Linked DNA regions of Mus musculus: regions 1, 2, 4 and 5 are each linked to region 3. Evidence: chromatin contacts called from public Hi-C, HiChIP or PLAC-seq and Micro-C data. All regions are on one chromosome and are shown on one strand. The core of a region is the stretch at or near the end of the contact, and the rest is flanking DNA. Distances in the headings are between cores, read along the strand shown. Region 1 holds the start of Adamtsl3 (ADAMTS-like 3). Region 2 has its middle 14 kb from the start of Gm29976. Region 3 holds the start of Mex3b (mex3 RNA binding family member B). Region 4 has its middle 77 kb from the start of Gm29976. Region 5 has its middle 68 kb from the start of Gm10610.

The links. Hi-C and Micro-C count contacts between places; a contact is called where the count stands out from the background. HiChIP or PLAC-seq counts read pairs in DNA pulled down with a chosen protein or histone mark.
Region 1: a Micro-C map of embryonic stem cells shows a contact between it and region 3, with 5 times the contacts expected there. The contact joins the promoter of Adamtsl3 here to the promoter of Mex3b in region 3. A contact is called at or near these places in 2 of 39 promoter capture datasets (both in embryonic stem cells), 5 of 484 Hi-C or Micro-C datasets (embryonic stem cells and nephron progenitors) and 2 of 115 datasets of contacts at active chromatin or transcription factors (both in embryonic stem cells).
Region 2: a Hi-C map of tail fibroblasts shows a contact between it and region 3, with 4 times the contacts expected there. The contact joins the enhancer-like site here to the promoter of Mex3b in region 3. A contact is called at or near these places in 16 of 39 promoter capture datasets (the 3T3-L1 cell line, 3T3-L1-derived adipocytes, the C10 cell line and 11 more), 4 of 484 Hi-C or Micro-C datasets (adipose-derived mesenchymal stem cells, muscle stem cells, tail fibroblasts and 1 more), 16 of 115 datasets of contacts at active chromatin or transcription factors (T-cell acute lymphoblastic leukemia, cardiomyocytes, craniofacial prominence and 9 more) and 1 of 9 other capture datasets (embryonic stem cells).
Region 4: a contact with region 3 is called in an H3K4me3 HiChIP or PLAC-seq map of embryonic limb bud, with 8 times the contacts expected there. The contact joins the enhancer-like site here to the promoter of Mex3b in region 3. A contact is called at or near these places in 10 of 39 promoter capture datasets (the C10 cell line, cranial neural crest, frontonasal cranial neural crest and 5 more), 1 of 15 datasets of contacts at CTCF or cohesin (large pre-B cells), 2 of 484 Hi-C or Micro-C datasets (embryonic fibroblasts and nephron progenitors) and 18 of 115 datasets of contacts at active chromatin or transcription factors (the NIH/3T3 cell line, astrocytes, cardiomyocytes and 13 more).
Region 5: a contact with region 3 is called in an H3K27ac HiChIP or PLAC-seq map of bone marrow-derived dendritic cells, with 4 times the contacts expected there. The contact joins the enhancer-like site here to the promoter of Mex3b in region 3. A contact is called at or near these places in 19 of 39 promoter capture datasets (the 3T3-L1 cell line, 3T3-L1-derived adipocytes, the C10 cell line and 13 more), 2 of 15 datasets of contacts at CTCF or cohesin (the NIH/3T3 cell line and large pre-B cells), 51 of 484 Hi-C or Micro-C datasets (B cells, the C10 cell line, the C2C12 cell line and 29 more), 33 of 115 datasets of contacts at active chromatin or transcription factors (the NIH/3T3 cell line, SST interneurons, T-cell acute lymphoblastic leukemia and 25 more) and 4 of 9 other capture datasets (adipose tissue, embryonic stem cells, liver and 1 more).

What each region holds. Positions count from the first base shown.
Region 1 is chr7:82,334,225-82,338,314 of GRCm38.p6, forward strand. It overlaps Adamtsl3 (ADAMTS-like 3), which reads left to right and starts at 1,470. Exons shown (of 30, transcript NM_001190374.1): 1 at 1,470-1,686; 2 at 2,961-3,062. The coding sequence starts at 1,684.
Region 2 is chr7:83,395,115-83,399,050 of GRCm38.p6, forward strand. No RefSeq gene overlaps it. Among named protein-coding and RNA genes, the nearest start is that of Gm29976, 14 kb to the left of the region's middle. Within about 2 kb of position 1,312, at least 4 of the 459 cell types and tissues checked have an H3K27ac peak or open chromatin away from gene starts, as enhancers often do. A contact at or near this core is called in tail fibroblasts, where this site is marked.
Region 3 is chr7:82,865,083-82,869,246 of GRCm38.p6, forward strand. Mex3b (mex3 RNA binding family member B) reads left to right here and starts at 2,251. Exons shown (of 2, transcript NM_175366.3): 1 at 2,251-2,845; 2 at 3,674-4,164. The coding sequence starts at 2,569. It overlaps Gm36584 (a long non-coding RNA gene), which reads right to left and starts at 2,214. Exons shown (of 5, transcript XR_003946820.1): 1 at 460-2,214.
Region 4 is chr7:83,458,312-83,462,647 of GRCm38.p6, forward strand. No RefSeq gene overlaps it. Among named protein-coding and RNA genes, the nearest start is that of Gm29976, 77 kb to the left of the region's middle. Within about 2 kb of position 1,385, at least 15 of the 459 cell types and tissues checked have an H3K27ac peak or open chromatin away from gene starts, as enhancers often do. A contact at or near this core is called in embryonic limb bud and second pharyngeal arch cranial neural crest, where this site is marked.
Region 5 is chr7:83,480,994-83,485,121 of GRCm38.p6, forward strand. No RefSeq gene overlaps it. Among named protein-coding and RNA genes, the nearest start is that of Gm10610, 68 kb to the right of the region's middle. Within about 2 kb of position 1,413, at least 38 of the 459 cell types and tissues checked have an H3K27ac peak or open chromatin away from gene starts, as enhancers often do. A contact at or near this core is called in bone marrow-derived dendritic cells, bone marrow-derived macrophages and pro-B cells, where this site is marked.

The sequences.
Region 1 (4,090 bases), core at 220-2,719, 530 kb before region 3:
TGTGCCAAGTGGCTGTCAAAACATAACCAGAGGCTCATGGGAACCTAATCCTGCATAATCCCCATCAGAGTAATAGCCCAGTATCCATATGTGTATTATCTGCCCCACTTTCCAGAGCTAAACTAGGGTGAACAGAGAGACTCAGTGGTCTGCAGGTGAGCTAGTCATGGTCTAGCTCTGTCCTCCCTTCTTGGTTCCTCCTGAATCTCTTCCCATGCACCACCTGCTCATTTTCCATAGGTTTCCAGCCGTTTCCCTCTCTGGAGTGGAGAGACAGTCTTGACAAGGCCCTTTTCCTGGTCAGAGGAGGCCATCTGATCAGGGAAGGAGAGAATAGGAAAACACGTGGGGGGAACTCTTGGCAATGCCATAAAAGAATCTGGAACATACCAGCCTTCAGTTCACTAGGCAAGAGAGCAACTTTGGATGCAAATGTTTCAGACTCTAGCGAGAAATAGGTACCTAGGAACCAGTTCCAGACCTGGCCTCTCTGATCATCATGAAAAGCTACTCCCCGAGGACTTAAGATAACTCTAGGAACGACTGCTTTTGGGAAGGCTGGCTACACATACCACTTGACAAAGTGGCATCACTCAAGGGAGCAGCAATACGGGAGGCACAATGGTGCCTTAAATGGAACACCTGGCCCTTGACTCCTATTGCTGAGATGAAGCCAAGCCCCCATGTCTCTTCCATGGCTTTTCTTTCCTTCAGAAGTGCTCAAGGTGCCCTCAACCCTCCTCCATTCATGACTGGGACACCTCTCTTCCAAACCTCTAGGCCCCGGGGCTGTAGCTGTATTTATTTCCTGACAGGTCTGGACTTCTGTGGGACCCAAACCTGTTTCCTACCAGGGACTCTAGGTCTCAGGTTTAGGTGTCCCTGCTGGGTCATCCATGGTCCCCAATTATACCAAGACCGCAGGGGCTGTTTGAATGGGTGATGGTCAAGCTCCTAAGGCTACCAGCAGGAGTGGGTAGACTCTGGGCAGCCTCTGCAGGGTATTACTTAACAGCTGAGGTCCCCGGGGTCTGGCGGTGGTGCTGGGAGAGGGTGGCATCCTCGCACTGGTCTGGCTGGCCTGGCTGGCCCGTGGCGCAGCGGACGCCTCCCCAGAGCGCGCTGCCGCCGGCGGCAGCCGGAGCTCCTGGCACCAGGCCTGGCTGCAGGCCCAGGGCAAGGAGTGGCTTCCAGGAAGCGGGCGGAGAAGCGTTCCAGCGGAGTCTCGCCGTGGCCGCGGCGGCCCCGAGCGCTCCGAGCCGCCTGGCTGCGGCTCGGTGGCCCGCTTGTCCCCGCGTTCCCAGCGCCCCTGGGTTAGGGCAGAGGACGCAGGGCGGGAGGGACTGACGGTACCCTAGACGCGGCGCGCACTTGCGGGACGGGCGGCGCAGGTGGCGGCGCGCGCCCTCCGCCCCTGGGTCGGGGCCAGCACTGCGCTCCGCGCGCCCGGAGGGGCGGGACAGGCGGGGCGGCCGCGTCCCAGCCCCATTTAACTTTGGCGGCGGCGCGAGCTGGAGGCCGGCGTCGGGGACCGTCGGGATCCCGCGCTCCGCACGAGGTGTCGCCGAGTCGGCGCTGCTCGCCACTGTCTCGCAGCGCGCATCCCTCCTTGCACCGTCAGACGCTGCTGCGACTCCGGATTGGAAACACCCGCGGGGGATCCAGGGATTCATCTCTCTGAGGATGGTAAGGTGGAGCAAGTTGATGGGAACGCTACTGGAAAATAAGGTCTTGGTTGAGCACTGCCCTATGGGGCTTAGACAGCTCCAGGCAGGCGCGCTACAGGATCCGGGAATGTTGGACAGAACCTTTCCTGGTCCTCTGCGAGCGAGGGGTGCTCTGGATGATGGGGGATACCCTGCGGGGTCAGCGGACTACGGGCTGATCTTAGCTTGCAGTGTTTGAAGGTCCGGAGGTTTGGCTACTGAGTGAGGTTCGCATGCTTGAAGCGCAGAGAAACGAGAGGAGACGCACGCCAGGGAAAGGAGGCGTGAGGGTGGCGGGCGCTGAAGTGTGCGAGCCAGCGGAGAGGGGCGCGTGGTCCTGGGGCCCAGCCCTGGCCGCCTCCCTTCGTCCCAGAGTCGCCGCCTCAGGTCGGAAACAGCAGCACATTTGCGGATCGCATTAAGCCAGGCCTTAATGCTTTCTCCAGATGGAGAGAAGCCACCGACCCGCCCCCGGACACCGACACCGCCAAGGCGCCCGCGAGGCGAAGCGGGAGTCGAGTGTGACCTCGGCTTTTCCAGTCTCCGCTCAAACTGAGTTCCCTGTAAACTGACAGGAAAACACATTGGGGAAAACGGTCCTCGTAGCCCTCCTGGGCTTACTTCTTCCTCACCTTTAAGAGATTACACTCCGCAAGACTGTGGCCCCCAGAATTCTCTTAAAGGCAGGTCTGGAAGCAGAAGGCATTCTATCATCTAGTGAGAAATTCCTCTAACTATCCAATCTGCGTTCCTATCCTAGACTCTGTTTAGCTGTGTGCCCTTAGGCAGGGTTCTTCCCTCTCTGGTCTAGTTTAATTGGCTTCAGACTCATTTTTGCCTCAAGGAATTAAAGCTGGCAGGTGCCCTAACTCTTGGCTTTAGGCTGGTCCTCCCCACAACCCCCAGCCCCCCCCCCGCCCCCAAAAGCCACACTCTGGTGCTGACAAACAGGCTAGGAGGTGTCTGGGGCAGGGTTGTCCCTACTGCTGGAGCACTGGAGGGATGGGTGAATTGCTGACTGGAGGCAGTCTCCGTTCCCCTTTTTGATCTTGGGGGACTCATCCTAAAGGGAGCCCCATATTGCCTTCATTCTGCAGCAGACAATCCCATCCTGGGCCAACACAAACGTTTCTAAGACACTGCTTGGGCTTCAGGGTCCCTGCCTTCTGATTGGCTCCTTAGCTTACAGATTCTGCCTCTGGAGCCAGAGCTAGTTGCAAACGAGGCATTTTCTTTTTGTCTTTTCTTTCGTAGGCTGTGAGGGAGACTCCTATGATATTGGACCCCATGGCTTCCTGGACAGGATCCTGGTGGCTGCTGACACGAATGATCTTTACGGTCTCTGGTCTTCTGCAGGTAATAGAATGGGCCACCGAGAATGCTGGGTATGCCTGTCTTTGCATAGGAATAGTATTCTAGTCCATGTAAGATGTAGGATCAGTGTTAATGCTGCACTAGAGAATCTTATACAGATGGTATTGTGGTTGGCTTCTCTGTAAGGAAAGCTCAAAGATCTGGGATCCTCTCTGGATCTAGAGCAGGAACTTGATACCGTGTGGGCCCGTTCACTACTGGTGACTTGGGGGCTTGGGTGGACCCTGTCTTTCCCGACTAGAGTGGCTGTCCAGGAGAAGCTATATGTTAGAACTCAGGAAGAGTCTGATTCCCACACTAGCTTAACTAAATAACTATTCTGGATTCACTGTTAACACACCCCGCTATTGTGTGGATCTCTCTCTAGAGAAGTGTCCTGTCCTAATGCTGTGACGCTTTAATACTCTTCCTCATGTTGTGGAGACCCCCAACCATAAAATTATTTCATTGCTATGTCATAACTAAGCTTACTACTGTTATGAATCATGATGTCAATACCTGTGTTTTCTGATGGCCTTAGGAGACCCATGTGACCCAAAGTGATCACAACCCATAGATTGGGAACCATTTCTCTAGGCTCTTGTCTTTTCCATCCAACCTGAGAAGCTGAGCTCATGGATTGCACTCTTACTTGTCTATTGTTTACAGCTAAGGGAGTTTGCTGGGTTTGCCAAGGAAACGATGGGGAGTGGTACAGAGGGCAACAAGGTGGACCCTCGATTTCCCTCCACTAAGAACAGTTCCTGCCTGACTCCAGTTTGTCACTGCTAAATGGAAATGCAAGTCCTGGATTGCTGGGCCTTCTTGTATTTCAAGATAGCTGGGGCGTCCAGATTTCTTCCACAACCCTTTGGTTTATAACAAAGTGAGATCCAGACAAATATGTTTGCGGTTGGATTCAGCCAAGAAGTGTGTGGGCCCCCGACCTAAAAATGCAGGGAACATTTCAGTTAATACCGTGTCCTGAGGGTGGCTGCTAATCCCGTGCAACGTCTTATGTGACTTAGAAC
Region 2 (3,936 bases), core at 62-2,561, 530 kb after region 3:
CGATTATAAGGGAGATTATAATCTTTTGAGGGAGATTATAAGGGAGGAGGGACGATACAATGGGAAGGGGAGATGAGTAGAATTTGGGGTGCATAATGTAAAATGCACAAAGAACCAGTAAAAAGTTAACAAAAGAATAGAGGAACAAATAAAGATGCATCTTCTAATAAATTCTTCTAATAAATGCATTGGCATATTTAAATTAATATAATAGAAATAACACTTCTGGGGCTGGAGAGATGACTCAGAGGTTAAGAACACTTGGTGCTCTAGAAGAATATCCTTCCCCATGGCCCATGTGTCAACTCACAACTATCTACAACTCCAGTTTCAGGAGATCCAACACCATCTTCTGGCTTCTTAGTGTACCAGCCTGCACCTGGTGCACACATATACACACAGGCAGAACACTCATAAATATAAATAAAAGTAAATAAATCAAGAAATAAATTTCTTAGATAAGCAAGATAGTTAAATAGGTAAAGAAGCTTAATGCCAAGCCTGAAATTTTGAGTTTGATTCCCAGATCCCATATAATGGAAAGAGAGAACTGACTACTTTAGGCTGTCCTCTGACCTCCACATGCCTGCTGTGGTATACGTGTACACAATCATTCATTATATATAATATAATGTGTTACCCTCATATATATGTATATAGGATGTATTTATATCATGTATATATTTGTGTATATATGTGTATATGTATATGATGTATATGCATGTATATATATCATATATAGGAAATTAATAAATAAAAATTAGGATATTTATAATCTTAGTTCCAAATTAAGGAAGAGGTGTGATTTGATTAAATACATCTGCCAATTGATCTGCCATTGTGATCAACACGTGTTTTTACATTTTACATACTAAATTGATTTTACATTCCTGGAATAAATCCCAGAGGCCTTTTTTTCTTTCTTGTCTTCCTGTTATGGCTACAAATTTTCATAGTGGTGAACAAATAAAAAATAAAGGCTTCATTACTCATAGAATGTGTGCCTGAAAAAAAAAAAAAAACTAAGTGACCAACTAATAAATATCCAAGCATTTCTGCAAGGGAGTTCAGAAAAGTATCAAGCCACAGAAAATGTATTTCAAACCAATTGTGTCCCTTGACACTAGCAATATCCATTAAGGCAAGATGAAGAAAAAGAAATCCATGCTTGATGGTAACTGTGACCCTGAAATAAACTAGGAACCAACCAGAAATGCTATTGGTCTGCGGGACGGAAGCTCAGCAGCTTTAGAGAGGAAAGAGGAAGGTAAAGCTAAGAGAGGAGAAGTCCCAGCGGCTCGAGTAACTAGCTTGCAAGCATGTTAGTCATCCAAGTTAAATTCCAAGTGAAACATCATCATTCCACAAAGCAAACTAGGTCAGCTTGCAGAAAGAAGAGAAAATTCAGCTGATGTAAACTTACAAAAACATTTCAATCCCACACCCCAAGATAAAATTGGTCTTGATCCTTGCTAAGCAGAAGTTAATCCCAGATTTCAACTCTTGTAACAAATAAGTTTCTCTCTAGTGAGTTAAAGACATGGACCATGGTCAAATATGAGATTGTGGCAGCGTGTGCATTGAAGCTTTGTTTGTTCATTTGTTTATTGGTCTTGTTTGAGTAGGTAGTCACACTTATTGTGCAGCTTGTATAATTCAATCTAGAAGCTCAGATTTATGTATTATGAGTGAATACATTTCACTTTTGAAGTAGTGTATTTTAGTGCTGACAGACTTGATAACTCTATGATGCTCATCTGGCTGTGGGTTGGCCCATCTCTCCTGCTGTCTTTAGATTTGCTTATTCACAAGTTCTTATGTCAATCTCCAAGAGGTGGTGTCCTTGCACTGATTCCCCACTCGTGATAGGCAGAATAGTGTCAATGAAGTGGTTCACATCCCTGGAGAGATAATTTTCATCTTGAGTCATGGTGACCTGGCTTTTTCCAACATTGACCCCAGCATGATTCTATAAAGCAAGGTCTTGTGTGTGAACCAAGCCTTCTGCTATCTGGTTACCGACAGGCCCTGCAATCCATCGAGTCCATCTCATTCAGCTTCACCATTGTCACCATGAGGGTTACAACCTTTGTGAAAGACCTTCTGAGGCCACTCTCAGGACGCAGTACAGAAAACCTGTTAGTTTGAACGTCGGAAAATCAAACACTTCCGCACATTTTAAAATGTATCATACTAAGCTGGAAGGCAAGCATCGGCAGTCAAAAGAATTACTTCAAGTACAAGCCATAAATGATGACAAGTTTCTTCAACATGCAGTAAAGCTTAGGGATTATTAAAACATCATTGCCTTTTGGCGGAGGCCTAGACACAAGAAGAAAACAAGGAGAAAAACCAATAATACACAAATAGGCAAATATTCACAATGAATGGCTAAAAAAAATCAACAAATATATTATCTTTTTTTTCACTAATAAAGTTGGCAATTATTCAGAAGCAATGTTGCTTTTGGTTGATTTATTAACATTCCAATTTGTAGCTATATAATTATAAATTCTAACATTCTAATTTGTAGATGTATAAATATAAATTTTAGCAAGAAAATTCTTAGAAGGTCACTTAATTTTTAATGATTACATTTTCAGTGCAAGGGTTGATATAGAATCTTGTTAATTAGCCCAGGTTAGCTTGGAACTTATTAAGTAGCCTAGCTCTTAACTCACATTAGTCTTCCTGTTTCAACTTCCTAGGGTGCTAGAATTACAGGCATGATTCAATACACTCAGCTAGCTGTATTTTTAAAATTTATTAACATCTTTATGAATCCATATAGACTTCTCCTTGGAACTTGTACTAGCATGGTTAAAAGAACAAAAACCTTGATCAGCCTCCATAAGCTTTCCTTCTCCATCAGCAATTGGTAGGAACCCAACCGGTTCTAGACCAGAAGTGCATGAAGATGAAATGAATACCACATACACTTGAAGGGCCCAGAACATTCTATGACTTCTTTTACTACCATTTTCTTTAGCATTTTTGGGAAGATTCAATTGAATATAGCACGCAGTGTGACTTTAGTAAAAAATCAATCACTCCTACATTCGCATTGCTTTCTGAGTCTGGAGATGCAGCAGTGAGCTCAAGTCCTTTCTCCCCTCCCCCATCTTCAAAGAGGTTCTGAGTTGTGAGGGGGTGTAAGCCACTTGTCTGGTTTATTTGTAAGAAACAAACTCTAGAGATAACAGTAAGGATTAAGAAGCAGAAGGGTAAATATTTCCATTTTATATGTGCCTTACACTTGAAATTTTTCTATCTCCCCCCTCCTCTTCTCTCTCTCTCTCTCTCTCTCTCTCTCTCTGTGTGTGTGTGTGTGTGTGTGTGTGTGTGTGTGTTTTAAAATGAGGTCCTGTGTTTGAGCCCCAGAGCTGCAAGGAAAAGAAATTTAAAGTAAAGTATATTGATGGAGAAAACCGCACAGGTATCCAAGAAGGGAGAGCAAGAGCAAGGGTCTGAAGGGTCCCAGTTAATGGAGGAGTGATTTCCAAGCACATTTAAGTTTGAAAATCATGTCCCAAAGATTTATTCAATTGTCTCTTGGAATATTGAATGCATGCTTGACACTTTGCTCCTCAGACATGATGGATTTGTGTGTGTGTGTGTGTGTGTATGTATGTATACATTATGTATGTGTGTCTGTGTGTTTCAGTGATGATATGTTATCTATAAAGTCTTCATCATTCTTTTGCTTTACTTATTTATTTTCTTGTGTGTCAGTGTGTGTGATGTATGTATCCCTGTGGTGTGGATGTAAGGATGCAAATGCAGTACAGAAGTCAGAAGAGGACACTGGGTGTCCAATCCTATCAATCCTTGCTTTATATCCTTGACAGTGTCTCTCTCTGAGCTTGGAGCTCCGTTAGTAGGCAACAAGTCCCAGGGGTCCTCTTGTCTTCTAGTCCCCACTCCCACAATGCAGTG
Region 3 (4,164 bases), core at 1,001-3,500:
CCTCTTTTGTTAACGTTTAAAAATCAGGATATCACGTTGTAACCCAGACTGGTCCAAAACTCACTATATAGCCCAGGCTGTCCTGGAATTGGTTGAAATCCCTGCCCTCCCTCACCCTCTCAGATGACAGGCAGGGGCCTCGCGGCCAGGCTCTCTTTTGCTTCTTGCCGTCATGAATGCTCTTTCATTACTCTTTCTAGGCAGGGCGCTTTTGCTCCAGTACCTAGTTTAGGGTCCTCAAGTGCACTCCTTCCTCATTCACAAACCAATTTGACTCCGAGTTCATAAGCAGGAATTCTCTACTGGTCAGCGAACTCTCTCTGCACCACCATTTTCTTACCCCCACCCCCACCCCGTCCACTCCCGCCCCTTATAGAACTGATTCTTTGAAGAAAAACACAGCCAGCTTGGGGAAGCTGACGTAAACATCCTGAGGAAATAGCCACAGTAAAGCCGCACCTCAGCCTCATTTCCCTAGGGAAATAATCAGCACCTCTGCCCCGAGACAGCTCCAGGTGAGTTTGGAGCTTGGGATCACCTTCGCACGCTTGGAAGTGCAGGCGCTGGCAGAACAGTCCGCTCCCAAGTGCACTGCCAACCATTGTCACTTTTAACCACCCAGGCATTGGGCAGGGGAGGTATTGTGGATAAAAGCCGAGGTGCGGGGTGATCCCTTTTTTCTGGGTCCCTCAGATCTGCCCCAGGTCCCCAGGGTCGCCCCCAGCGGGGAAGGGGTTCTCCAGTAAACCAGTCTGCGGTGTACACAAGTCGCCTCGGAATCACCAGGAGGCGTCTCTCCCGGCAGACCTTAACAGGATTAGGGAAAGCCTGGACTACTAGCCTGCAGGGCGCAGGGGCGCGGATAAACAGGCGGGCTCCGGGAACAAAGGACGGAGAAGCGGATGCGCTTTGAGCAGGGAAGGGGCGTCCTCCTCTCGCAGGAGGGAGATGCGCCGAGGCCCGAACCCCGCCCCGGCCCGCCCCTCAAAACCTCCTTTCTTTTCGCTTGCGCTCGGAGGCTATCGGTGGAGAAGCCAGGAGGGGGCGCAGTTCGCCTTGGCCGCCCGCTAGTCCTGTCGCACCCTTCCTCCGCCGCCTCCCCCAACCCGAGAAGCGCACAAAGAGCGCCAGGCCCGACCACACACCTCCCGGCGGGGCCGGGCTGGGCGGAGGGCGGGGCCGGCGCGCTCTGGGCTCCTCTCAGGCACTGCGCATGCCTGACCGCAGGGAGGGGCGGGCCTGGGAGCGGCGGGCGCGCACGCCCTCACTGTTCCCGGGCAGTGTAGGGCTGGCGTCCCGGCAGTGGGCGCGCGGCGCTCGTGCGCGTGTGGGAGCCCGCGGGGTCTCAGTCCGCGCGCCAGGCATGTGCGGGACCCTAGAGGTCACCTGCAGCGGTGCGGGTCGGGCCCTTTCTGCAACCGGTTTCTGGTTTTGGCATTCGTTCTTTCAGGGCCACTTGGGCAAAGTGCTACCCAAGGGGACGGAAATGTGAGCGCGCGCGCGAGTGGCAGTGTGGGCGGGCGTGTCTTTTGTGTGGCGTGCGCTCCCGCGCAGGTGGGCAGCTCGCGCCCAGCAGTCACAATACCAATGGGGCCCAGGATCTCGAGCCTTTGGTTCCGCGTCCCAGGGTTGGGCCGCCCTGTGGTACAGATACCTTGTACAGTATACCGTCCACCTAGTGGTCGCGTCGGCTCCAGGGATGCTTTATTTGGGGGCAGTAACGGGACTTTAGAAGGACCGCTCTTTGGAGCTTGGCGGCTGGCATCACAGTTGGGCGCCTTTTCTTCTCAACCTGGAGAGGAAAGAGACTTGAGGACAGTGGTTGTCCTCGGCTGATAGGTACATATAAATGTCCCGAGCCAGCCGGTCCCGCATTAGACAACAAAGAGAGGCGTTCGCGGCGGCGGCGGGGGAGGGGCGCGGCCGGGAGGAGGCCGGGGCGGGCTGCGGCGAGCTCGATGGGGGTGGCGCTGGCTCCGCTCTCTCAGCCCCGGCCTCCGCCCGCCCCCGGCCTGGCGCGCGCCAATCGCCTCCCCCAGCGATAGTGTCAGTAGCATTGTAGTGTCAGCTCCCGCCGGTGACGTTGCGCCTCCCTCGTCCCCCTCCGGAGCCGTCTGGCTGCAGAGGCTCAGTCAAGAGGCGGGTAGGAGAGGAGGAAAAAGCGCTGAGTGAGGGCGGGCGGGAGGGAGGGAGGGAGGGAGTGGAGGAGCCGGGGAGGGGCTCCTTAAAGAAACGCTGCTGTCGCTCGCCTGTTCGCTTTGCGCTCGGCATTGTGGCCAGCCAGCCGGGCACTCGGGGGGCACGCGCGGCCGCCGCTCGAGCTCTGCCCCCACCCCAACCGCCAGCAGATCTGGGGTGGGGACCCAGGCGGGGGCTCTTGCAGCCACTGCCCGGTGCGGATTGCACGCAGAGACCCACTCCTCCGAGCGCCGAAAAACGAGCCACGGAGCCCTCCGCAGCCGACCGGCCTCCCCGCCCCTGACTGCCGGCTTCCCGGCTGCCTTTGTGGCTGCACCTTCTAGCTGCCGAGCAGAGAGCCGGCTGGGGCGCGGCGCGCACGGCGGAGCGATGCCCAGCTCGCTGTTTGCAGACCTGGAGCGCAACGGCAGCGGCGGCGGCGGGGGAGGCGGCGGCGGGGGAGGCGGCGGTGGCAGCGGCGGGGGAGAGACTCTGGATGACCAAAGAGCCCTGCAGCTTGCGCTCGATCAGCTCTCCCTGTTGGGACTGGACAGTGATGAGGGCGCCTCTTTGTACGACAGCGAACCGCGCAAGAAGAGCGTGAACATGACCGAGTGCGTGCCGGTACCCAGTTCCGAACACGTCGCGGAGATCGTAGGGAGGCAAGGTGGGTCCGGCAGGGATGGGGACCGGAGGGGTGTGTAGGATCTCCGCCACCGCCTCACTGTGAGGGCGGGTGCAGGAACGGGAGCTGTGGCGCGGGGGAGCCTTGGGGAGGGAGGAAGAGCCGCGCGATGGGCCGGCGCACTAGACAAAGAAAGTGCAGGCAGGCTGTCTTCCACAGCGGCGCCAGTGCCGCGGCGGGATGCACTTTCTCCTGCTAAAATCACTGCCTTTTCCTCTAGTGCTCCAGACTTAGTCCACTCTAGGAAAGATGTTTAAAATATAATATACTGGGGGAGGGGACCTCTGGTGGTCCTTTGGGAGGGGGCAGTATGGGGGGGGGTCGTCCGAAGGGATGAGGATTCGGGATTTCTGCAAAGCGGAATGGAATAGAGTCCAGGGAAGGAACAATGGGTCCCAGGACTGCCATTCTCTTAACCCCACCCCTAGTCCTCCAGAGTCTAGGGATCGCGGCTTCCCGGGAGCCCCTGGTCTTCAAGGCAATCAGTGTGCTCAGTTGGATACCAGCAGCATCCCCCTAGATGACTTTTCTGGGGTTCTGCGCTTTGCTTGGGACGACTGCAGTTACCGGGGGAGGGCCAGGCAGCCAATGGGCTATTTATTCCTCGAGCGTTTCGAGGACAGAACCGGCGGTCCAGCTCCTAGCGCGGTTCGGGGTCAGCGAGGGAGACGCCCCCTTTCTCTGGTCGCGTGTTCTGCTGCCCAGCTGCCTTGGGCGCGGGCTGTCCCGGGTCTCCGCGGTTATCCTGGGATAATGGGCGTGTCTCTTTCTCTATTTCTCCTACTCCCTCCCTTGAACCCTGGCTTCCAGGTTGTAAAATCAAAGCTTTGAGGGCGAAGACCAACACTTACATCAAGACCCCAGTTCGCGGGGAGGAGCCTGTCTTTGTTGTGACGGGCAGGAAGGAGGATGTGGCTATGGCTCGGAGGGAGATCATCTCTGCCGCAGAGCACTTCTCCATGATCCGAGCCTCTCGTAACAAGAACACGGCTCTCAACGGAGCTGTGCCCGGACCGCCCAACCTGCCGGGACAGACCACTATCCAAGTGAGGGTGCCATACCGCGTGGTAGGGCTCGTGGTGGGTCCAAAGGGCGCCACGATCAAGCGCATTCAACAGCAGACACATACATATATTGTGACACCCAGCCGAGACAAGGAGCCAGTTTTCGAGGTGACTGGCATGCCAGAGAACGTGGATCGCGCTAGAGAGGAGATCGAAGCTCACATCGCGCTGCGCACCGGTGGCATCATCGAGCTGACAGACGAGAACGACTTCCATGCCAATGGCACAGACGTGGGC
Region 4 (4,336 bases), core at 135-2,634, 590 kb after region 3:
CAGCTTATCATCTTCAAAAATATTTCTTCAAGGTATGCAATGGTCTTTCATCTATTATCGAATCATCTAAGGTGTGTATTGTGGATATAGTTTGTAGTTGTCAGTGTAGTTGACTTAAAAAAAGTGATTGCCCTATGTCAGTGTTTACATAGACCCCTGACAGATTACACATACATATTCTTGGGTTTTTTGAAGATCTATTTGATTCTTGATTGAGTGTATATGTATATGGGTATGTGAATGTATACTTGCATACACACAGAGGCCAGAAGAGAGGATGAGGTCCCTTGGAGCTGGAGTTAAAAACCATTATCAGAAACCACATATAGATGCTGGAAACTAGACTCAGGCCCTCCACAAGAGCAGCAAGTGCTCTTAACCGTTGAGCCATCTCATAATCCCAAATACACATCTATTATTATTTTGATCATTAAATATGAGTGACAGAAATGGTAGGAAAGTTCAACTAGTTACAAGCTTGTAGGATTAAGGATCCAATAACTGGTAGCATTAAACAAACAATCAACCATCACAAATGGAATCATGGAATGTGTGTGTGTTTTGCCAGGTTTTCTTTTAACATCTTCAACATAGTAGTCAGTCACCTGACCCAGTGCCCTCATTTCTCCAGTTTTGACTTCTCTCTAGTTTTTTTTTTTTAACCTGTTTGCTATACAAAAGTGACTACTATCCCTGTTTGAGTGTCTGTTCTCATTATGCATTATATGTATACCTTCTCTCTACCTGTTCCTAAGTTATTGCTACAATTAATTCTGGATGCTCTAAGAAAGTGATGGCAAACACTGGTGAGAAACTGCCATGTCTTGATATCCCACACCTCTGCAGTTGTAACTGCAACAGGTCCTGGATCTCCTTGGGGCCTTTCTTAATTGCATTGTGTTCTGAAGAAATTTTAGTTTAATGCACTTACTTTTAGTGCTTTATATGTTTTCCTAGAACAGAAAAGGTGTACAGATGCTTGCCTTTTATTGTGTTCATAGATGGAGGAGTAGAAAGCAAAGAAGAGAAGGGGGGAGGAAGAAGAAAATGGAAAAGATAGCAGCTCGGTGGATATGCTCAGATTGCTGTCAGTGTGAGCTTGCCAAAATTATAAAAACAACATAGCTTCCCAGGTAGATGGTTGAAAGTCACCTCTTCTTCCTGTTACCCAAGACCTGCATTCAAAACTAAAACTCTCAGAACCTCAAATGCAACCATCTTTCTTCTCTGTCTTCCCTTTTATTATAATTTTTTGAAGACAATTATTTATATATTAGTCACGAGCATTTCTTCACAGAATGTGACATAATTGGTAACTCCGTAAAGGCATGGGAATTTTCTCTTGTCTGCAGAGCTAAAGCTCCTCATAACGAGAAACACATGTGTGGATTTTTTTAAAAGCTATGTCTAGACTTGGGATCTTTCCCAGGAGAGCTTCCAGGTGTTTGTCTAAGCAGAAAAGGCCAAATTACTACATTTTTGGAGGCTGAGAACCAGGAAGGACATAACAAAAGTATAAATATGACTGGACAGCCTCATAATTCTAAAATGAATTTGGAAACTGGAGAGTCTTGAGTGAAATGAATATGCAGGAGCTCTGGTTTTAGAGTTAATGTGAATTTCTGTTGGTTAATCTCCAGTCCATGGTGGTGTTCTTCGGTCTCTTTGCTCACTTGCTCTTTCTGTCTCCTGGTCAATGAAAATCATCGTCTAACATGGTACAAATGTTCAGGGCAGGCCTGTGAGCTCAAATCACACATCTTTAACATAATGAATTGCACTGAGTCAATGCTACATTCAAATCATAATGCTCACTTAAATCCTAATTCAGAAAAACCCAAATGCTAACTCACTATAGTAAGATGACTCAAAATTTCTCCTTTTTTTTCTTGGATATATAAGCTAAATTCTTCAAAATTCTTAAACAGTAAGTTTGCCCTAAGTCTGAACACTGAATATGCCCCTGGTGGTTTGGGGCTGGCTGAAGTGGCAGGTAGTATAGATTATAGCCCTGCCCCACTTTCTGCTTCCTGAGCCATGAAGAAGTAATTAAGTCTTGCCTCAAGTCCTTTGGATTTAGCTGCCTCAGCAGACAAGCTTTCTTGGCCACAATAAGCTGATACACCTTAAACTGTGAGCCCAAACCTCTCTTTTCTTTAAGTAGGCTCTGTCAAGTGCTTTGTCACAGTTAGAAAGTAACAAACACACCAGCAGGGATTGACCAGTGGCCCTTCACTCCAATTCTATCTTCTCCACTTCTACCCAGATGATTTCAAGATGGGTTCTTCAAGAAGGAAGGATACTGGAACTCTTGTGAAGGGAAGGGACAACAAGAGCCTTTCCTTTTCTGTGAGTTGTCCTTGCAGCTGTCATCTCAGTAATGGCTCCCCTCCTCCATGGCAGTACTCAGCTTTGGATGCCAGCTTCCTTCAGGACTCTGAAGAGCTACACCATCACAGACTTGCAGAGTGCTCTGCCACAACATTAACTGTCACCCTGGTCAGAGGCCTTGGTTGCAGCCATATGGGCCTTACATCTATGCTTCATGTTCCTACAGCTCCAAGTGCATTCCTTTCCCCAGTTCTATGGGTGACCACTGTTTTGTATTGCGCATGTTTGTATGTACATGAATTTCCTCCTTTGCTGTTTCCTTTCATTCAATACTCCAATTCAAAAGTAACTCTCTTCCCAATATTAAATGGCCTCAGTTGGAAGCCATTTATATTTATATTTTTATGACTAAACCCTAAGCAATTCTAACATTACATTAGTCCTGAGGGGCAGACCAGATGGGGTTCTGTTTTGTGAATCTTCATGCATTTTATCACCAATACCACTTTGCAAAGTCTTCTAAAAGACTTCTTTCACCGACTGGGGACAACAGAATAAATTAATAACTTTGCATCAAGTCAAAGTTGATGGCTTATATCTGCCACAAAATGGTTTTCGGAGATCCTAATTGCCTTGGATCACCCCTCTGATGGTATTCCTTGAATGATACCTGATGAACTGCAATGAGCCAGTATGCTAGATGCCCTACCAGCATGCATATGAGCCAATGGGTGTACACCTTTAAGACTGCAGGTGTGTGTCACCCTAGTGAAGTACTTAAATGCACTCAAAGTATTTCAAGCAAAACTCAACGTCCTTTGGAGCCTGTTTCACATTACTACAGAAGAATGACAGTGAAGATGGCTACCATTTTTGATCCAAGCTATGCCTTCTTTTATAGTCTCAGAGCCAGGATCAATTGTTCCCATATATGCCAGGCAACTCAGGAGTTCCAGAGACTAACTTGATAAATTAAACTCTTGTTTTATCTTTTCATCATAAGGGTATTTTTAATGGGTATTTTTCCCAGACTAAACTAACAGATTAAAACTAAATGATGTGAACCTGTATAAAAGTCTCTTAATTAAGTCTTGATAATTGGCCAAGTAGCCATATACTTTGTGAAACTCCACAAATTATCCATCAACTTGATCAAGACTAATTCAGTATAGAGAGTACAAGAACTGAGCTCCTTCTTGTACACAGAATGGATCAATTTGTGATGGAATTTGAGCTGTTTTAATTCAAAACATCTTCTTTCCTAAAGCTGGTGTGCATGTGCATTTTGTTTTAATGAAAGGAGAGCCACATTTTAAACTAGTGATGTACTAGGTCCTCTTCTGCCAATAGTCCTTTCATTGGATTATGTAGAAGAGCAGTAATTAACATAATAGAAACAAACAGGACAAAAATGTACAGTTCCCAGGCCTCCCTCCACAACACTACTTCATTTAATTTTAAAGAAAGCTACTAATACCTAATCATGATGACTACCCAGCATGCAATGGAAAACCCAGCCATCTATTACTCCCCCATTACTTCCTGGAAATGGTGGAGATAAAAACTGACCTTTTCTCTAACTACTTCCCTTGCTGGTCTTGGACTTCTTAGTCTCCAATCAATTGAGACATCTGGACCAAGAAGTCTTCCCAAGACTGCTCCATCTGCAGGTGCTCACTGGAAGCAAGGAATGAATAAATTAAGGATTCCGTTCCTAAATTAGAGGCTATCACCAATTAGGTTCTTCAGTAAAGTTGTATTTTCTGTGGCATTGTGACAGATGGCAGATACATCAGTTCCTTCTAAAAGAGAAGGGATCAATATGTCCGTAAGTCCTCTGCTGTGTTTACATGTCCCTATCTGTCATCTATGAGTGGCAAGAGACAGCAGAACAATAGGGAAAAACAAAAGATATCATGTTCAAGGGCCATGACGAGTCATGCAGCTCTTACACCTTGTTCCCCACAGGCTGTCTGCTGTGAAGACTGTGTAACAGTCCTTCAAG
Region 5 (4,128 bases), core at 163-2,662, 620 kb after region 3:
TGAGCCATCTCACCAGCCCCCTTCTTTTTCAAAATAGTAAATTATTACTTGCCAGTATTTCCACATTTTTCTTTAACTTATATAAAATGTCATTACCTTGTATAGTCAGCCAGCCTCTCTCTGCTCTGTATATTGTTTCACTTTTAGAGGTTTACTTTGTTCTTACTTCTGTCTCCATGTGTGTGTCTATGTTGGAGTATGTTAACATGAATGTAGTTTATCGTAGAAGTCGGAAAAGGGTATTAAATCCAATCGATCTGGGGTGACAGGTGGTTAAGAGAACTCCAGTTTTCCACACCAGCATTATGCACTCTTATCTCCTGCCTCATCTTTCTTATCCACTATTTTTTTTAATTTTGAAATGATTATCAAAAGAAATCTATCAATTATTTTGCCTTAGTTTTGTCTTTTGTTTCATGCTAACAATGGCTTTTCTGCCTTATAATTATAGATATAGCCATGACGTATGCCTTTGTCTAACTTTTAAGCTATGCACCATACAGTTGCTTTACTTGCTGCTGGGGAGAGATGTCTCTTAATTCTTCCCTTTCATCACTAATGTCTAGTCTATCTTTGCCCTCCACACTTGGAGCTCCATCTGCAGCATCCATGGGTGTCAACAGATACACACACTGACTTTATTGCTCTTCCTGATGTTTCACTTTGGTGAGGGTAACAAAATGAGGTATTGAAAGATTGGTAATGAACTTGAACATCCCCCCAAAAGTGAGTCAACCCTCAGCACAGGAGTTCTTACATACTTCCTTTTACAAAGGAACTTTTCTTAGTTAGAACAAGTCCCTCCCACTATACACTGTTAAAACTCAGAGTGAGCTTTTATTAACTTATGAACTGAGCTAAGGGTTGGAAGAGAACTGGGTGTGGTTATATTGCCCCTGTGAACATATGGACAGCTGCAGGCTTTCTGGAGATCAAGTTGGCAACACACATCAAAAACTAAAAATATGAACACCCTGGGACTGAGTCATTACAGTTTCATCATTAATTCCAAGTAAATAATTAGAGATCTGCACAAATAGCTGCCTAGAAATATCTCAACTGTATAGCATAATAAACATAAATAGTTGTGACTTACTGGAAATTATTTTATATATCATACATACACACATATATAGTTATAAGACAAATCATTGACAAGTATAAAGGTGCTTTAATCAAATCAGCTCTCTGGGGAAAAATGCTTAGATGTGGCCTTTGTCACTTTCTGCGGTGTGAAACAGACTGATGGCCAATCTCAAGGTACCAACTCTGAATCATTTAAGTTCAGAATGGGAAAGCAAAGTGCATATGTTCCACCTAAACTATATGCAGGACTCTGATGGGGATGAGGGGGGAAGGAGGAAGTGTGACCTCTGAGTGGCTTCAGATTTCTTTCTGAGGTTAGTTATTTAGTTCTTGAAGTGAAAGTGCAGTGGAGTAATGAGAGAAACTCTGGCATCTGCACCCAAAGAGCATAGTAATGATGAGGGCTCCCGGTGGGTCACGTGAGAGTGAAGAAAGTCAGCAAGTGTGAGCAGTGGTGAAAACACAGTCCCCAAGGCCCCAAGAGAACTAAGATTGGGAGCAGAAATATTGAAACATGCAACCACTAGAGTTTTGCAAGTCCGTTTGTTGCTGAGTGTGTGTTCATACAAATATGTGCATGCATACGCATGTGTATATATGCAGGTATTTTTATGTGTTGATGTATACAGTATACACATGTTTATGTATATTGGGGAGGCTCGAGCAAGCCAGTGATATGATTAGGCATAAGCCTGCTGGTGTGGGGAGGAGGGAATACAGAGAGGAAAAAGCAGAAGTTGGGTGGTCAGAGTGGAGTGTGGTGACTGAACGAATGAGAAGTGTGGGGGTGGTAAGAAGTGGTGGTATTAAGATGTATTTGGAAGGGACAGCCGCCAGGATTTGCTGTGAATCTCATGCCGCCAGACTGGCACCGCTGTGTAGACAAGTGTCCAGGCATACTGATTTAGGTTGCTTCCAGTGAACTATTCTTTGCAGGAGCAATTATATTTTATTATCCCTGTGGAATGCAGCCCACGCATACATAAGGGGCCAAACTGTCACTTGAGCAGCAGCTCCAATCATGTCACTTCCCTAGTCAGTGGCCCTCTCCTGTCACCTACAGTCTCCTGTCCTGGCCCTGGACGACTGTCCACTGTGTTTGAGAACCTCCTTTCAAACCACCACATGCCTCATCAACACATTATTTCCTGTTCTGATTGTAGACACCCCACTGTGACAAAGTATATTAATAAATGACCAAATTTCACTGCCCCTTTCTCCACACGCCCTGGGAGGAAGTGTATGCTTCCCACCCCAAGGAAGCAAGCTTGACCCTGTCACTTGTCTTTTCCTAGTGAACTGAGTGTGACCGTCTGAGCAAAGCTGACTTTATTCTTTTCCATCTTCCAAGAGGCCAGCTTGCCTTCCCTGGACAGACAACAGTACTAAGTTGGAAAACTTCAAGTAAGCACCCTGTTACATTTTCAAGGCACGGATTGATTGAAAGGTTGGTTTGTGTATTTACTGTGTTGGGTGTACTTCCTATGTCCTAAATGAAATGTCTAAACTTCTGCATGTGCAACATCTACTTAGCTCACAGTTAGGGAGGCTAGAAACCCAAGATTTAGCATCAACACTGGTCCAGTCATGGGCTCTTTGGGCACTGCATATCATGGTAAAAGGCATTATGAAGAGAGCAAGCAAAGTGCAAAGAACAAATGGTATAGTAGACAAGAAGCCAGAAAGAAACTGAGGAGGGGACGATGTTGCTTTTTTATATGAATCCCCTCTGACAATCTGATCAGGACTGGGAAGATGGCTTATTAGGAAATGACACATGCTAGCAAGCTTGACAACCTAAGTTCAGTCCCCAATTCACACGGTGGAAGAAAAGAAACAACTACTACAAGTTCTCATCTGACCTCTACACAGCAATTGTAACACACACACACACACAGAATCAATCAATCAATCAATCAGTCAATTAAACTTAATTTAAGCACTAACCAGAGTCCCATGAGAATACATCAATGCCTTCTGGACACTAGACCCTCAGTCACCCTGCCTCCTTTTAGTAGGCTCCACCTCAATGATCCAACCAGCTCCCAGAATCACAACAAGGACCAAACTTTCAAAATGGGAAACTTTGCGGGACACGCTTAAACCACATCCATTGAATTGACATTATTCTTTTTTTTTTTTTTCCTAACTAAGAGAAGTCACTCAAGAGTGGAAGGGTTTATTCTGGTCCCGGGCTTAAGAGTGTGGTTCTTTTTGGTAGAGGATGCAGGGCAGCAGAAGCGACTCAGCTGCAGCAGCAGGAGTATGAAGCTTTTCATTCACATCTGGGAGGACAGGAAGCAGAGAAGACAGGTAACAGGGGGAACAAGAAAGAAACAGAGAGAACAGGTGGGTGAGAGGACAGGAAGCATAGAAGGCAGGAAGTAGAGAGGACAGAAAGCAGAAAGGCCAGGAAGCAGATTGGACAGAAAGCAGGGAGGACAGGTAACAGAGAAAAACAGATTGAGAAACAGAAAAGAGGTAGTCGAGAGAACAGGAAGCAGAGATGGCAGGAAGCAGAGAGGACAGGAAGCTGAAAGAAGAAGAAACAGAATGAACAGGAAGCAGAGAGGACAGGAAAAGAAAAGACAGGAAGCAGAAATGGAAGGAAGCAAAGATGGGAGGAAGCAGAGGCCAGGAAGAGGAGAGGACATGAAGAAGGCAGAATTGTAAGACTCAAGGCCTACCCTGTAGCGACTCACTTTCTCTAGACTCGTTCCAATTCCTAAGCCTTCCAATGTAACGTCAGCATCTGAGGACCAAGTGTTCAAGCACAAGAACTTAAGAGGGACTCTCACACCTAAATAGAGCTGACTCTTTCAACACTCTGATGATTCCATAGCTCTGACAAGCACGCGGTTAGACAGTGCGGGCTGCTTTCACAGACCTGTGAGGAGCTTGATATGGGATCCTATGTGTACTTTGCTAACATCACTGAAGAGGCGCTCCTGGAAACCTAGAGAACTGACCACAGAAAGATTCTTCTCTTTGTCTGTTTACAGGACTTCCCTGTCTGAGAAAAAAAAATGACTAATCTCCTTC